Regions from separate parts of the Anas platyrhynchos genome. Here region 1 is linked to region 2. The links are chromatin contacts, called in public Hi-C maps. All regions are on one chromosome and are shown on one strand. The core of a region is the stretch at or near the end of the contact, and the rest is flanking DNA. Distances in the headings are between cores, read along the strand shown. Region 1 overlaps COL4A5 (collagen type IV alpha 5 chain). Region 2 overlaps COL4A6 (collagen type IV alpha 6 chain).

Region 1 (3,748 bases), core at 711-3,210, 110 kb before region 2:
CCCACTCAACATATGATACTCATTACAATTCCTTGCTGATTTCAGAAGTGAACTGTTTAAAGAAGAGATATTTCTGGAATAAATGAGACTTTGTAAAATACCTGTACATAATACACAGACAATTGTCAAGCCTCTTTCAGTGAAAAAGATAAGCAATGTTAGATGATACACTACCCAACATACTTTAGGACTTAACTTGTTCTGAGGACATGTGCAGCATTATTCTAACCAAGATGATGGCACAAACACTGGAAGTTTGAAAAGCTGAGGGTGTGGGGTCCCCCCACCCCAAGTAACCCCTGCAAAGAACAGTACGTACAGAGAAAGTTTCAGGCAGGCAGGAGAGCAGCCGGTTTGTCAGTTCTCAAGTATACCCACGCTAACTCGAGCCTTCATTATCCCAGAGACATGACCCATCACCTACCTGGCATTAGCAATGTCCTGGCTCTTAGCCTAAACACATTACCAAGCATCAGAAGGAAAGCACCCAAGTAGCTTAATTCACCTGGAGCTACACAAACCCTGGATAAACCAGCTGGGGGCAAAAGGCAGAGCTTTAAGTTTTAAGTGGGCAGTAGTTCTACCCAGCACAACTAGGACATATCTCCACACCTTTCATTTAGCTTTTGTAATCAGTTTCTTGATTTGACATACATGAAAACTCAAAATTCTCAGTTATCAGGGAGTTACTGAGCTATTTCCTAAAGTGAAGTTGAACCTTCCTGGACAGTTTAGGTTTTCAATGATCAGACCAAAGTCCTGAGTAACCTGGCCTGACCTCAGAGCTGACCCTGCTTGAAGCAGGGTGTTTGGCCAGATGCCCTTCTGAAGTCCCCCTGCAACCCAAGTTACTCCATGAATTCCATATCCAATCCTTTTCACTTTCAGAAGCGTATTTAAAAAAGACAAGATCCTTTTGAATCAGTTTTAGGATTAATCTCGTTAATAAAGCTTCATTTAAAAGGGATTAACCTTAGTTACATGTAATATTCCCGTGCCTCACAGTACAAGAGTAACCCAAAGAGCAAGTTACCTGTCTCGCCATGCCATGCAGCAGTGAGTTTCCCTGCACAAGGAAGACCTTTGTGGTGAAGCGTGCCCTCCAAATCTCACTGAGTTCGCTAAGGTACAATCTGTACCCATCCCCTCTTATCCTATACAGGGTGAGAGGAGCCTGGCTCCATCTTTATTATAACCTAAGAAATGAAAAAGCCAAAAGATTCCCCTTCTCCCCTTAAGCTTTATTCTGATCTGGTGGGGGGAAGTCTAACACACCCTGGGTTCCACCCTCTCAAATCTGGGCATCCCAAAATGAAGCAAAGCCCCAAGCTTTAAGTCAGCTTGTTTATGGTCAGGGACTTGTGCTGATTTTCATTCTTTACAGAGCTGACAAAGCATTTTTCTTGTGTATGTTGGTAATAAGTAATGGTGGATATGATGCCAAAAGATTAAAGTGCACCCTTCCCAAAATTGTGCCCTTAAAAACAGCTTTTTACTAGGACGGGTCTTCCTATATAGGATACTTTAAAGAGTGCTTTTTTCCCTTATCTCATTTTTAGCTTAAAGAAAAAGTGTTCTGTGTTAATCACCATAGCTCCTACCACAAGACTTTCTTCCTTTTCTTAAAATAGACATCCCTGTGACTGTCTTCCAAAGTCATTTGTATATTCAGGCTGGATTCAGACACTGGACAGCCACTTAACTTAGACAATTCGCCCACCCCAAAGAGTCAAGTGTACTCACTGAGCACTTTTTGACAGATTGTTTTGCATACTCGGTTCAGATGTTTTCCCCGCAGGAAGGGAACGCGGTCTTTCCCAAACAGAAGTAAGGGGAGCTGAAAACAGCCTGTAGTCAGAAAGTTCTCTCCAAATGCTCGCTACAGTCAAACAATGGGAGTTTTTGGCTTAAATCCTGGGACAATCTATTCGCCCGCAAGCTTATCAAGCAACATTCCCTCAGCAGAGTCACTTATCTTGCTGTACAGAAGCAGTAGCCGGACAGATTGTGGTTTTTATTCTGCAGTAACTTCTATCCCCACCACATTAACGTTTCTGAACTAAGCAGTTTGAAGAGAAAGCCCTAGGAATTCATACACTATCAAGATCAGTTCATGCCACTTATGGGTCATACAGCAATCTAACAAAAACCAAGTTCAACATCTCAGCACAGTCAAAAACCAAGAAGCTTAATGACCTATTCTAAATACAAGCTTGCTTCTTGTTTAGACTTTTCAGTAATCTCAAGGTCTTTTTTTTTTTTTTTTTTTTTTTTTACTTGGGAAAGCAGGCACAAGAATTGTGCTACAGGAGAACACAAACTGTGTAACAAGCCAGCACAAGTCTGAAAGCCACTCTGCAGCCACAGGCAAGAGACCTGATATCACAGATTTCATTCTGTATCTCACGTTAATGCAAAAATGAATCAAATCCAGGCTCCGTGCTATGCACAGTAGCGACTACATTTCAAGCACAGAAAGCCTACATTAAAATCAAGATTTAGATGGCCGCTGCCAGTAGTTTGCCCTCAGTAACAGCTTCATTATCAGAACGAGTGACTGTTAGCTAGCTTGCTGTGTTTTCAAACATAACAAATTGACTTCAAGCCTCAGTGGAGCTCCTGGAACTCCAAGCTGCACTTGGTACATTTGTGACAGGTTCAGGAAACTGAACAAGGCCCCTGTGGCTTCGGTACTAGCTCAAATCCTAGCTCTGGTCAGTAGGATGCAGCGTAGACCTTATGCAACAGGAAAGCTAAGATATTGGATGGAATAATGAATTGTGGCTTGATCATAAAGATTTGATCGTATAAGCTCCATGACCATTAAAATCTTTTAGTTTTCAACTACAGGAGGATGGACAACAAATGGATACAGCTTGTCAGACAGACTGCAACTTCTTAGATCTGCTTCTTGCCTACTGTGTGCCCGCTGACAACCCCTCCTGTACCTGTGAGGATGAACTCACTATCATTGCCATTTCCTTTGCTGTGACTTTTGCATAGCAGGACACAATCAAGGGCTCTAATTAATCTATTCAAGTTGAGCTAATCCTTTCATTGGATTTTCCTGACAGCTTCTCCCCCATTGAACTAGTGTGTAGACAGCAAGCTCTTTTCATTAGGGCATAAAAGGAGGGATGGTATTGGTTTTCTAGTCAAAGGATAATTCTTCCAGAACAAGCTCAGTCTTTTGTGTCTTACGTGGACTGAAAAAAATTGCTTTATGCCACCAACAGAACTGTTTTTTTATTTTTTGGTTTGTTTTCCAGTTTGAAGAGGTACACATTTGAAATCAAAGTCACTTCTTACTCTTGGCCACACGTTTGTAACAGTTTGCTCACTGGAATGAATAAACCTAAGTTATCAAGATTTGTTTTGGCTGGAAAACTGCCTTGAGCATTAGGCACATTCCCCTCTTCTCATCAAGCCCAGAGATGTCAGTTACAAGACAATTTCAGCCTCCCCACTCCCTCCCCACCTCCCAGCTGCCATTCACAACCATATAAACAAACAAAACACACACAAGACAGATGATGCTATTCCTGGAGAGATCTGCAACTTGGGACTTCCTAAACCTGTGAAGGGAAAGGCAAATTGTTTTTATGGACTACTAAGAACAAGTTAATAAAAGTTATAGAGGGCTGCTCGATGGCTTCAGATAGATTACCCTGATTTTACACGAGGCAGAATCGAAGTAACAACAGTTAGTCAACACATTAGTAACAACTACTGAGGCAGATAGATGGGA
Region 2 (3,836 bases), core at 313-2,812:
CCTACTTCTGTCATTTTTTTCCTGTTAGTTACATCAAGAATGGACACCTGGGTTTCTTGGGAAGCATCTCTGTATTTTTAATGGTTGCAATGGCTAAGCACATTGCAGGGATGCATATAACACAACTTGTGGCACGAAATTCTGAAATTAATCTATGGAGAGGTGACAGATATACGATGCCATTTTTCTTGTTGTGTACCGATGAGCTATTCATTACAGAGAGTCAGGCATCCTCACTTTGTGCTGCTTGGGTAGTAAAAGCCTGATACACAAGTGTGTTTGAGGATACAGCTCATGGGTTTCAAATATATGGAATTCTAGCGGGCATCCATGAAAACATCTGCAAGTTGCAATGATTTCATAGACTTTGTCCTTGCTTGATGTTACTGAAATTCTATACTTTCCTTTTTTTTTTTTTTTTTGAGTTGTCACGCAGCCAAGAAACCAAACTGATACCATTTTCTTCAGTTCCTAATGGTTGTTCTACAGCCTACTAGGCTATATATATATAAATAACAAACAGATTAAAAATAGAGGGCTCTGTTAAATCACTGAAGTTTCCGTTTGGTATAATTCACGTTTTATGTTTAACCTTGTCCTCGCTGCTAAGAGATGTTTGTTCTCTTTATCCTTGGGATAAGTAAGAAGTATAAGAGCCGAACATGATGCCAAAGTACAGTACAGACTAGGTACTTAGGCTTTACCACAAGGTAAACTCAGCGGGGTCAAACAGTAGCTCTACCTGGCATTGAACCCTAGAGTTTACCTTGTGGTAAAACCTGAGTCTTTGCCGTGCTTTAATCCTGGATTTGTGCCTGTGCACAACAGCGCCTGCTCTTTAAAATGCTTTTATCTCGGGGCAGTTCATGGGAGTGCTACTGAGTGATGAAAAATGCAGCTTTTTTAGCAGTGAAGGAAAGTCCTTTGTTTCAGCATAGAAAATATGATTTCCATCCACAAAGACTTCAAAAGAACCAGTAGAAATTCTTGAGAGCCTGATTATCATGGCATAATCCCATTATCAGAGAGATTAGAAGCACTTTGCTGTGTCTTCATAGTTTGTGACTAAGGCACTGGACAAAATCCTCAGGTTCTGTTAAAGTATTTATTCAATAAGACAAAAAGAAGGTTTTCACCTGTGGACACTGACATTGTAGAAAACAAGTTTAATTTTTCTGTCCCCTCCAGATCTGAACACAGGCAGGACCTCTAGTCACTGGTCCTTGCTCTCTCATCTACGTACATATAGCAAAGTAATCTGCAGCCGTGCAAAAGAAAAGCCTCCTAAAATGTTAATTGCTATCAGTTCCAGTCCTTGTGAAGCAGTATCATTCAGTGGACAAACTAATTTAATATAGAAGTGTTAACAGTTCAAACAAGTGGGGAATTGAGTGTGTTTTCCTTAGAGATCTTGGTGGATGCTTGGATGCTGGAGCTTTTGAGGGTGGTGTCTGTCTAGAACATTAATGTGCCCGTTTTAGTGTCTCTCTCTCTCCCTTACTGGCTTGCCTGGAGGTGAACAGTCCTCACCCCATGTCTTGAAAGTGAAACACTGCCTGCAAGAGTCTAAATAGCTTGTGACCATGGGAACTTACAAAGTTAAGGCTGAGACTGTAAGCGAGAGCAAAGCATGTGATTTTCACAACACGTTCCTTGTTTGGTGTGGTTGCCAAGGGCCTCTGAAGATTTGGGTATTAATGTTATGATTGTGTGCTTCCCAATATAAAGGATTTCACTGATAGTTATCCCAGAGTGAAAAAAAAAAGTTAAAAATAATCGACAGAAAAGCCTTTTGAGATGGGAGCCTGCTCCCCTGGAAGTGCACAGTGTGCATAGTGTCTAGGTAGGAAAGGTATGAAATGTAAAAGAGGTGCACTTCACCTCTGTTGGAAGGCCAGGGTGAAACAATGGCAACAGCAGGGCTGAATGGGGGAACTGCTGAAGTTTGAAAGAAACCTGCTCCAGTAGTGTAGGAATATGGAACAAGTGATGAAATGTTTCAACCTAAACAGGTACAAGAAATGATCCAGGAAGAAGGATTTTAAAATGAATTTCTCTCTGTTTCAGTATGCTTGATTATTAACATATAAAAATGCATTTTTAAGTTAACTGCAAAGTCTTCTACCTGCCAAGGCAGAGTCAGGACTTTGTATGTCTCCAGCTGAGATGACTAAACCCCTTGCAGCAGGGAGCTGCATTCCTTCTGCTGTTTTAAGGACTTAGGGAAATAGAAGAGAAATACACTACCATGGATGTGAACACTAGAAAAGGAGTGAAGGAAGGAGGATTTATTTTCATTAAAAACTTCTTCCTCCATTCTATATATTTTAATTAAGGCTTCATTCTTTGCATGAATAACATCATGTAATCCACTGAGTGTCTTGCCACTGGAGAGCATGGATCTAAACTGCCAATTTCTACCCATACTTTAGGATCTTAGACGCTATTGATCTATTTCAGGTACTCTTGAATTGAATTGAATTTGAATTGAATTGAAAAATGTTAACATGAAACTGTGGTGAGGATTCGGCTGCCAAGTGGCTAAGAAGATGCTGGAGCACCTACAGTGAAATTTCTTTAGTGTTGGCTTTTTAAATAAAGAAGTACCAAGTGACTCTGTACATCTAGGTAGTAATAGAATAGTAAAAGTTCATCAGTCATATATGAGTCTGCAGGTTTAGAAAAGGTTGCCATCTTCAGGCAATGCTTAGTCAATGCACTCTTTTTTTTGAGCCTAAGAAATCCAAATCCACACTGACTCTGGTAAGGTAATCAGAGCGGAATATGAAGTAATTCACAGTGGAATTAATCCCAGTATTGGGCCAACTATGGTACTAGTCTCAAGTTAACTAAAGTGTGCTTTCTAATTGCATGTGATGCAGTTCTTGCATCTTGTTTTGACTTTCTGTTATACTCTGTTGAACTAAAGCATAAGCAAAAAATCTTTTTGTCTTGCAGCTTGGAAATAAAGGTTGCAAACTCAGTAAGTAGTAGTCAACTTCATCTCAAAACACTGTTGTTTTCCCATGTTCCTACAACAATATGGGTATTAATAAATCTTCCAGGAGGAAAAAAAAAAAAAGGAAATTTGTCATGACTTACCTGAAATCCCTCTATAAACAACATTTGTCTTAAAATGTACAGCGAAAACTTCAGGAGGTCCTAACTACCCTGAGAGGTATCAAATTATGTTATAGCTCAAGCTGGATGAAGTAATTGAAGTAATCAAAAAAAGTGCTAGTGAATGTGGTGCATTGACTTACTTTTTGTTTTATGTTAGGGTCGACCAGGACCGATTGGGATTCAAGGACCAATAGGCGCTCCTGGATTTACTGGTCCAGAAGGTTTGCTGGGAGCAAAAGGAGAGAGAGGAGCAGTGGGCCCCCCCGGACCACCTGGACACAAAGGCATCAAGGTATTTTCAACAGTGAATTTTCATTTTTTTCCCTTTCAATAGATTTATGGCCTTGAATACGTTTTTGAATGTATAAAGATAGTTTTGGACTATTTGTGCAGGGGTAAGAATGAAAGAGTATTTCATTATTATATTTAGAGAATGTCCTGCTTATATTGTAAAGTGAAAACACAGCTTCCAAAGCTGCTGAATGTTGTAGCCATCCGGGGAGGCGAACCATAGCTAAATAAATATTCTGTTGGGAGTTATGTTGTTCTGTTCACTTCACCTGCCCAGGATAAATGTTATCATACTACATTCAGAGAGACCTGGAGCTGATTCCCATATAGATGATCCTGAGCTGGTGTCTAGAAAAGCAAAGGAAATGGCTACTGAACAGAACCTGTAACTCAGTTTTGCAGGTGAAAAGCTATTTGTAACA

The links. Hi-C and Micro-C count contacts between places; a contact is called where the count stands out from the background.
Region 1: a contact with region 2 is called in a Hi-C map of F1 follicle, with 3 times the contacts expected there. The contact joins two enhancer-like sites. A contact is called at or near these places in 3 of 8 Hi-C or Micro-C datasets (F1 follicle, F5 follicle and subcutaneous adipose tissue).

What each region holds. Positions count from the first base shown.
Region 1 is chr10:5,367,048-5,370,795 of IASCAAS_PekinDuck_T2T, reverse strand. The region is part of intron 1 of COL4A5 (collagen type IV alpha 5 chain); the gene reads right to left. Among named protein-coding and RNA genes, the nearest start is that of COL4A5, 22 kb to the right of the region's middle. Within about 2 kb of position 1,960, at least 4 of the 8 cell types and tissues checked have an H3K27ac peak or open chromatin away from gene starts, as enhancers often do. A contact at or near this core is called in F1 follicle, where this site is marked.
Region 2 is chr10:5,258,172-5,262,007 of IASCAAS_PekinDuck_T2T, reverse strand. COL4A6 (collagen type IV alpha 6 chain) reads left to right here. Exons shown (of 45, transcript XM_038184659.2): 4 at 3,281-3,415. Among named protein-coding and RNA genes, the nearest start is that of COL4A6, 86 kb to the left of the region's middle. Within about 2 kb of position 1,562, at least 1 of the 8 cell types and tissues checked has an H3K27ac peak or open chromatin away from gene starts, as enhancers often do. A contact at or near this core is called in F1 follicle, where this site is marked.